Regions from separate parts of the Sus scrofa genome. Here region 2 is linked to region 1. A link is a contact called in public Hi-C data. All regions are on one chromosome and are shown on one strand. Each heading gives the region's core, a stretch centred on a gene start, on an enhancer-like site or on the middle of the called end of the contact. The rest is flanking DNA. Distances are from core to core; before and after follow the strand shown. Region 1 has its middle 3.1 kb from the start of MIR99A. Region 2 has its middle 170 kb from the start of MIRLET7C.

Region 1 (4,997 bases), core at 1,999-4,498:
TCTGCATAAAAGAGGGTATCTTGTCTCTGAAACACATATACTTAAATTTATTTTTTTCAAATGTACTTAAAACATAATATATGGCTGCATACAACTCTCATCTGGTCAACAGGTTGAGTAAAAATAAGTTGTTATTCAAAAATACTTTAAACCACCAGACAATAAGCAACCGCACAAAGAGTAAACATAAATCCAGGCATGTACACATTTTTTAAGATCCTAAGCTCAACAGCAACAAAATTATAAGTTGTATTTTATTAATCATTTCAGTCATATCCACAATATTTAGCATTTTTAATTATATCTTCATTGTGGAAAAATACTACATAAAAATTAATTAGTGTTTTTGTGTGTATTGAAGCCAATAAAATGTGTTTTATAGACTATATATAGATAATGTGGTCCACATAATTTTTTACTATTATTTATTTTCTAACTATTCCCATGCTTATTAAAAACTATAGGAAAAATCCACAATCCTGCATTCAAATGTATTAAAATATTTTAACATATATTCATAAATTTCAACATCAAATAAAAAGAAAAATTTGTTTTGGGTTTCATCCTACCTATGAGGGTTTTATATTTTTGTTTCATTCTCTTAAGAAAGCATTAAAAAAAGGCATGACTTCATTACCTCCCCCCAGATTTCATTTCCTTTTATATATGACAAATAAAAAATTACATTTTTTGTCTTTTTCCTAAACTACTTTCTATTCAACCATATTTCACCTATGTTGTATGAATGGATCTATATTCAAAGGGACTCGAACTGTACACCGATCACAAACTCAGACAAAAATTTTTCACAAAGGTAAGTAATATTATAAACCTTCAAACCATCAGTGGCAAATCCAACAGCTAGATCAATAGAGTATGAAACAAATGCTTATAACTAAACACAGTCAATATTATTTTTTCTTAACAAATATTAAATATTATTGCTCTTTTGCTTTTTATTTTTACCTGAGATGACTTGCTCCTATGATCACTTTCTTCACTTCTCATATCCATTTTAAGTTTTTCCCTAAAACAACCACAAAAGGAGAAATATCAGACAACTGCTGTCTAGGAGGAGCATCTGGGTGGACGGTGGGAATGAAGGTAGAAGACCGAGAAGAAAACACAGTATCAAAATGGGCAAAACCTTTTAAAGTATTTTTAAAGGCTTGGAAGACTCGTGGAGCCCCACCCAAGGCTACTCATATGACATATAATGTGGTTTCATAGTTTGCATGTATGCGTTCATTTTGGTTGGTGTTGTTTTCACAGTAATAGTTTTGAAAGTGAAAGGAGGCATGGCTGTTAAAGAAGCGACTAGGTTTTGTACAATGAACTAGTGAAAGCTGAAAAGAGATTTGGATTTGGCATGGAGCTTAATAAGATAATTAAGAGTGTAGAGATTAATGGCTCCTAAAAATAACATTTAAAATAATGTTTTTCAACTAAAGGATCTTGAAACATGAAAACAGGTTTAAAAATGTTAATTAAGCCTGTGAAAGTTGATGTTCCATTAGCTGAGGCAGCATAAAGGAACAAGAGCTATTTTTTAAATAATTGGTGAACAATAAACAATAAACTTAATAAAATGTTTTCCTTGAATGTTATCAGTATATTAGGTATTTGTTATTTCCCACAATTCTTTGTAGAATTAAAAAAAGGTAGAATTTATAAGTTCTACAGTATTTTCTCATTGTTTATATATTTTTATTACAATAAAATATGATTTTAAAAGCAGAACAGTTTGCTTAAAGTTTATTATTTTTATGGAAAATATAGTATCAATTCTTAACATGAAAATTATACTCTATATACGCTATGTACTTAAAAACATTTTCTCTCTTTAACAATTTTAAAACATGTTTTGAAACAGTTTTAATGGAAATTAAAATAGGTGGAATATATCAGCTAATCCTTTCTCATTGAACCAGGAAAAACTGGGTTTTTGTTATAAAATGCTTCAATTGCTTAGCAATTTACTTCTACAAACAGACAAAATAATTAGAATGCAATGCATTTATCTGCTGATCCAATACACTGCTTTAAACTAAAAACAAGTTTGTATGTACTTTTTCTACTAAAATAATAGATATTTCCAACACTCTCAGCAATAGCTCTAAGACAAATTATTCTTTTAAATATATTTTAACAGTCAGTATTATTGTGGAAAAAGCTTTTTTCTACTTAGCAACTGAGAACATGATATTTTCATCTCTATTTGTTACACTGAAATCCTGGTAAGTAATTTAAATATAGCCTCCCCCAAACTAAATTTTATTTATCAGAAGTTTAATATATATTCTAACACGACCTCTTTTTTGAAGTTGAAAAAGTTTCTTCTTTCACATTTTAAATTATGAGTCAACGGCACATGAAAGGTTTAGTTTCTTTACCAACCAGGGCTAAATGCTCACTTTTCTTAGACAGCAAAAACTAATACTGTACACAATAAGCACAGATAATATATTAATGTTTTTCCAAAACTTCTATGTATAACAAAAATAAAAACAGGTACCATCTTTTGCATAGAGATTTTTCTATTTTTACTAAAGTTTCTATTCTAATCAGGATTAGAGCAAGAGAGCAAAAGGAAAAAGTTAATAAGAGTAAAGTGGGTGATGAGTTAAATCAGAGTAAATTGAAAGTTCAAGGATCCCCTTTTACATAACAGTAGGCTTAAAAAGAAACAACAAAAAAAAGTTATACCTGATATGAAAGGTGCGATTTCACCAAGAGCAATATATTGCTTATTATGCCATGTTTTGGAAATAATACAAAATAAAGAAGGCTCATTTGCTTATGTTGCCTTACAAAGCTGCTTTACAAAGCCCGATGTCTCTGTAGTTATACAAGCCAATGTTGGCTTTTTTTTTTTTTTTTTTTTGGTTTGTTTTGGTTTGGATTTTTGTTTGTTTGTTTTTGTTTTTGTTTTTGAGCAGGAGCGTCTCTTTCTCTCTCTCTCTCTTTTTTTCCCAGCACTGTTGCAAGGAGTAGGACAAACTCAGATTTTTTTTTCTTCATGGCTCCTGCTATTTCTTGGAAAAAAGGACCAGGGTGCTTGTCTTCTTTTTCTTGCTTCTCGGTATTCCAGGCACAAAGCACTGCGCAGAAGCTGCACCAATCCTTGCCGTCCCTGGCAGCAGAATGGTAGAAGGTGGGAGAGACCAGGAATCCTTCCAGGCTGTGCTGACTTTAGAAATGAGGATTGCACACGTTTGTCTCCTGAACCAAAAGGGTGAGAAGGCAGGGTGCCAGTTTGCTACACTGCTGCAATGATCTCATGCTCACTGCTGCTGTCGTCCTGTTTGCCCAGTTCAAATGCCTGTTCATTATAAACCAAAAAAAAAAAAAAAAAAAAAAACCTACTTGGATTCTTCAGCAAGCAGAAAGGGTATTAACGTTTTAAAAAATCAGCGGTAAGAAAAGGCAAAAAAACAAAAAAAGCACACACAATTTTAGGATTCACTTGTTATGCCTCAATATTCTGTTTATATGTTCTTTCTTTCTTTCTTTTTTTTTTTTTTCTATTTAGAGATAAGCAGCAGAATTTATCAGGCGTGAAAGGGACAGCCTCCTGGTGGCCTGCCAAAAACCCAGAATAAAGGCGAAGTTGTGCTTCAAAGCTCAGTCGCTTGCTGAGTCTGGCTAAAGTCAAGTATTAAGATCCACCATTTTCTGAGCCATGCTAGAAAAGAAGAAAAAAGTCAGGACGGTTGCTGCTTTCCAAGTCTCCGTTGGCACCATCACAAAATCTCAGTCGTAAGGTCACATGATTCTCTGCCAAATGTAGAGTGCATTCCCATCAACCATTCTGCTGATACTGCGAAGGCAGCTATTGTCTCGTTTAGACCCAAAGTTCAGCCCACTCTTCATTGAATTAGCTGAAAAACGCATCACCTTTGGGGGCTGGGAGTCATGGAAACGTCTACCTGGCAAGCTGCCCACTTTTTCTGCCCATCAACCAGAGATGGAATTGTGCTGCCTAATGCAATGATGACTTGGAATGTGAAGAGTCGTCCAAAGTGAATCTGATTCTTGCAACGCCTGTTTCAGTTTGCACAGAAAACTCTGGCTTCTTGTAGTTAAGGGTGTGTGTGTGCTGGGGGGGAATCCTTCAGACTAAATGTAGCAAATAAAGGTCTGAACATGCCTACTCCGTAACTTTATTTCACAACACAAATGGTTCTCAAAGGAAAAGACTGAAGTCTCTGCAAGTTTTCCCTTCCCCTGCCCCCTTTTCCTTTCTGAGTGAATGCAACAAGCCCAGGACGTTTGTTTTAGTCCCTTGCATTAAGATTGAAAAGCTCTTGAGTTTTGTCTTGCTTTTTATTACTTTCTGATTTTTATCTGGCACCAGTTTTGTACTACACGGCCACAATATCCTCCAGCAGCAGTGGGGATGCATTATTGCTTCAATCTCCGTCAAAGTGGTCCCCTGAGGGATGCCAGTTGTCTCTTCAACCGCGCACACCCCTGCAACTGGGTCCTGGGGTAATCCTCAGCAGTACCTAGCACAGCTGCTGTGCAAGTTTGCTAAGATTTGACTCATGGAAGAAGTGCTCTTTCTGTTCCTTCACCAGCTACAGTTTTCCTGTGTGGCGTGAAAGATCCCGTTGAAAGATACAAGGAATGTATCAACAGCTTCTAGGCAATCAAATGAAAGGGTTCCCTCACCTCAATGGATTTCCATTCTCACAGGCGACAGAAGTTCCCGTGGACAAACATTTCCATACTTTCTAACAAAAGTACAGTGAATGAAATCTTTCACCATTTCCTTAAGCAAAATCTATAGCTCAGTGGGAAAGCAAGTGCTATTAGTATTTAAGCGAAACATACTCAGTAGTACCAAAAAGAATTATGGTTGCCTTTCCTGCATTAAAAAATGCTTCAGTTTTTCTAAGATGGGGAATCTTTATAATTATCTTTGCACAATTTTAAAATTATATTCAGTGCCTTACAAAACTATGGATGAATGTTATCCCTCCTCCATGTACAGA
Region 2 (4,650 bases), core at 1,133-3,632, 170 kb before region 1:
GGTTCCAAGAAACAGCTGTGATTCATTTTGGACAGGACTTAAATGTATAAATTTCACATGAGTTTGGAGGCCACTAAAGTCTTGGAAGAAGTATCTCATGACTTATAAACATGACCCATTCTGGGCAAAGGACCACTTAAGGTGATAAGTGCAAGAGAAATATCTGAGAACACTTAAGGTGAACTGTTTTTAACCAAACCATAAAATAAATTCATGATGATTTCATATTGTTATCAAATTGTTTTTTTTTTAATTTACAACAGCAAAATTTGATGTTGTTATACTCTCTCCTTCTGTAGCCTCCTCTGCAGGCGTTACCCTATGAGTTTGCACAAAGTCCAAATATCAATCACATTCCAGGCATTTCTTTTGGCTTTGTGTGTTGTTCTTCTCTTTCCACCCATCTGCCAAGCCTACTTTACCCTACAATATTCAGACTTTTGCAGTTTAAAAATTATAAGACTCTTTAGAAGTTAAAGCCTTAATAATTTTATATCAAAACATTTCATTGTGTGGGGGTATGTGAAACTCTTTGATACTAAATGAATGGATGTGTGTGCACTTTTTTTTTAAATAAAGGAACAATGTTATAACTGAACAATCTTTTTTTTAAAAAAAATTATTTTATTGATATTAAATTCCCCGTATTATAGTCACACAAAAATGCTGACTGCCTAAAGCAATCAAACTTTATCACCATTCACTTTCGTTTAAACATAGTGGAAATACATCTTTTAGATTTTTGATTGGGAATTATTATTTTTTTATTTCTTAGCTGCATTGGGGTAAGTTCAGTGTGTATTAAATAACAATTGGTTAAATTAATTAAAAAAATCAGAAAAAATAAAATTAAAAAATTTAAAAAAGAAAGTTCCTATTCTGAGAGAAACACACAAACAAGTTTACTTATAACTGGATTGTTTATTCAAACAAATACTTTGACAGTAAAGTTATATATAGGAATACATTTTTAGAGACTTTAAAACTATCAACTTATTAATATTACTAAATCCAGTGGCACATTCATTCATGGAAGGGTATGGCCCACAATAAAGGGACTTTTATTATAACAATCATCCATATTGTGGAAAGCTAGAAAAGGATAAAAATATGTATGTTCTAGTCAGATTAGTCTCACAACACAGATGACATTTGCTTGTGGAAGTTTCTCTTGAAAGGTTTTTCCTGACACAGAGCTAAGTACATGTGGGACACAGCTGAAGAGGAGCTGAATTGCCACACGCCTATTCTGATTCCCAAACTGATTTACCTCTACTGGTCCTGCAACATGGACCCCAAGAGTGAGGCTTCATTGTGGCGACGTCGTTGCCATTCTTTCCATCATTAAAGCGTGAATAAAGATCCAACGTTTCAGTTAAATGAGAAGGAGAACACAGTAGGGTTGTTTCTAAGATTAAAATCTCATCTAATTAGCATGAGGAGAAAGGAAAACTGAAACACTGAAAAATTTTGTAGTACTTTTGAGATCTGAAAGAATACTGTTAATGTCTCATTTAGAATTATTGGGCAATCAAATCTTGTTACATATTTTGAAAACCTTCTTTGTAAAGAATCTGGTTAGTCCACAGATTCATCACATGAATGCTGTTTACATTCTGAGAAAGAATGAAAAATTGTTCACTGTCATTTGAAAATTTCTGAAGAAGAGTTTGGCTTTGCCCACTCTTGCCCGCCCTCTAGAACATTGCCAGAAACAATAGCAAATACTGCAACACATTTGGAGTTCATTACTCCAGTCTGACACCAAGTGACCTAGACTTAAACTTGAATGAAAGATAAGGACAGTCTAAGGTATTGTACTTAGGTCCTGTCTACCACTTTAAAAATACTGGCTCCAAAATATTTAAGTGATTTATATAAATAATATTAAATTTATCTCACATAAAGCTATTGTATAACACAAAAATGGAAGAATTCTGTTGATTTAGGAAAAACATTAAATTATTAAATTAATGATTATTGAATTTTTAATTTCACCTTATGTTTTTGTTAGTGTAACTTTTTCTTGCCAAAAAATTCTCTTCCATCTGGATCTTTGATTCTTACATGTTATTGTATCTGAGATTAATACTGCTTAACCTTCAGTGGTTTGATAAACATTTGTCTTATCTATTTGCTGCCCACTTCTTTATTTTTAATGTTTCTATTGTATTTATCTTGTTTCTTTGCTTTCATCAGGTGATTTGGAGATTATATATCCTATTTTCATTCTTCCATTTCCCTATGAGTACAAATATTGAATACGTAGTGCAGTTTTATATCAATATCTAAAATGCATCGCTAACTATAACCTCTTCCCAATTAAGGCAAGGATTTTATCATGCTTTTTTTACTTGCCTATTTCCCTTCACCTTTGCCAACACCCCTGTCCTGTTTACTTAGCTAGCTGCTGTTACACATTAACATTTAGTTGGTACAAGACATAAGTCGTACTTGTTTCTTTGCTTACCATTTTCCTTTGTATCCCAAGTAATCTTCTTTCTTGAACTTTCTTATTGTTTATTTTGTTTTCTTTTGCTCTAGAAATGTTTTTTGAGAGGCTTATCAGTAATTGTGAGCCGCCCTCCTCCCCACCTCAGTAAAATATGCTTTCTCCCCTCATACTCCTTTATTCTTTGATTCCAAACTTGGAATGTACTGGAGTCATTCCTACATATAATAATAGTCAACATTCTCATGACTTAAAATAATTTTTTCCCTAACTAAGCCCAGTGTCAAAACACATGTCTATGTTTTAAGATAACCTGGATAGATTTTAATTTATATCATAATTTTCATAGAAGAATCTCCCCCAAAGCAAGTTGAGTTTTTGAGTTAGAAGCAAGAACATTGGGCAACAGAAAATCTCATGCTCAGGCTGAATCTACTGATTAGTTCTGTGATGTTGAGAAAAATATTAGATTTTTATCAAACTAAATCTCTTTGTTGGAAAAATGAGCAATTTTCAATTTTGATAGTCTCTAATGTTCTGTGTAAATCTGAATTAGAATTTTTTAAATCTTTTTTTTAATTAGACTGTAGTTGATTTACAGTGTTCTGTCAATTTATATTGTACAGCATAGTGACCCAGACATACATATATATATATTCTTTTTCTCACATTATCTTCCATCAAGTTCTATCCCAAGAGACTGAATATAGTTCCCTGTGCTATAGAGTAGGACTTCATTGCTTTAATATATTTGGGCAGGATGATATGTTGCATTAAAATGCTACTTTATCTGAATGTCTAGAATTGGTCCTGCTCTAGTTTGTGTTTCTATGATTTGATAGTTTAAATTCTGAATGCCACAAAAATAAAGACTAAAGACAATATTGTGGCATTTAATATATTTACATAATATAGGTATATGATAAGTAGTCCCCAAATTTATGAATATTATTGTTTCAAATAGCTTTGTATTATCTAAAAATATATCATGGAAGTCAGTTGAAGAATATGTTAAATGCCTGTAATTTCACATATATTAAAATATCAGGCTTTAACTAAAAATAGAGCAAAAATAAATCCTAAATATTTAACAAACTGAAAGCAAAAAAAATTACATCGAAAGTCCTTTACCATAAAGCTGAATTTTCAGTGCTTATTTTTTCCCTTAAAAAATGGCAAAAGGCATTGTGCTCAATGAGAAGAAAAAGATAAAAAAAAACAGAAAGAAAGCAACTTTATTTACCAGAAAATCCTTGTTGATCTGCAGATAAAGTGAAGTAAAATCACTCATCATCAGGATTAGTTCTAACAGCATCTGCAGAAACCAAAGGAGAGCCATGATGTGACAGCTCTTTTGAAAACCTCCGTCAGAGTCATCTGCTTCCTCTCGTTATGTCTTTCCTCTTCAACTATTTCCTCAGCCTGTACATCTGGAGAATCTCCTGTTCTGCAGTAAGTTATCTTTGTTTCATGAAATCTGTGCAATTTGTACAACACTTTCAACTATCTTTAAAATAGACAACACCCTGTCTGGGTCACACAGATTGGACCACTGAGTGAATACGTAGCATTCTTTTTAGCCCTTTTGACAATGGATAAGGCCACCATCACAAGGCATTGGGTTCATTTAAAATTGGTGCCACATCATAGGGTTCACAAATCACAATGACATAAAAAGAAGTATTATTTTTACCCCTCTCCACACCCACCTTATTCTTCATCTATCCTTCTAGCACTCTATAGCAAGCATTTCAGTTCTGCATATATGTAAATTAATTCTTAAATGATTACAGGGCCATGGTGGCTTCTTAAATAGGTGATAATTTTTTAAAGATATTTTTAAAAAGTCAGTATTTGGAGTTGTATAATCCTTAGACTCCTGAAAACGAATCTCTACTGTCAATTATTTGTAGGCTGAAGTAAAAGAACTGGCCTTGACTCTCAGATGGAATAGATAAATATCAAACATATGGTTGGTTTTTATAACCATATAATCCAACTTAAAAACAAGAATGTACCAACAGAAACTAAAAAGATCAGCATAAAACTTTTGTCACAATAGGCAGGTCCTTTTAAAAGAAGATGGCAAATGTTTAGGTCCATTTACACTGACTTGCTTGCATTGGCTTCAGAAGAATAAAGATAAAAAATACGGGCAAGAATAATCTTTAAGAAAATATAACTAGTTCAGAAGTATT

What was found. A called contact is a pair of places that touch in the nucleus more often than the background predicts.
Region 2: a Hi-C map of liver shows a contact between it and region 1, with 4 times the contacts expected there. The contact joins two enhancer-like sites. A contact is called at or near these places in 2 of 47 Hi-C or Micro-C datasets (embryonic fibroblasts and liver).

What each region holds. Positions count from the first base shown.
Region 1 is chr13:181,296,837-181,301,833 of Sscrofa11.1, reverse strand. It overlaps a transcript of LOC106508546 not described here. Among named protein-coding and RNA genes, the nearest start is that of MIR99A, 3.1 kb to the left of the region's middle. Within about 2 kb of position 3,248, at least 41 of the 83 cell types and tissues checked have an H3K27ac peak or open chromatin away from gene starts, as enhancers often do. A contact at or near this core is called in liver, where this site is marked.
Region 2 is chr13:181,466,168-181,470,817 of Sscrofa11.1, reverse strand. No RefSeq gene overlaps it. Among named protein-coding and RNA genes, the nearest start is that of MIRLET7C, 170 kb to the right of the region's middle. Within about 2 kb of position 2,382, at least 1 of the 83 cell types and tissues checked has an H3K27ac peak or open chromatin away from gene starts, as enhancers often do. A contact at or near this core is called in liver, where this site is marked.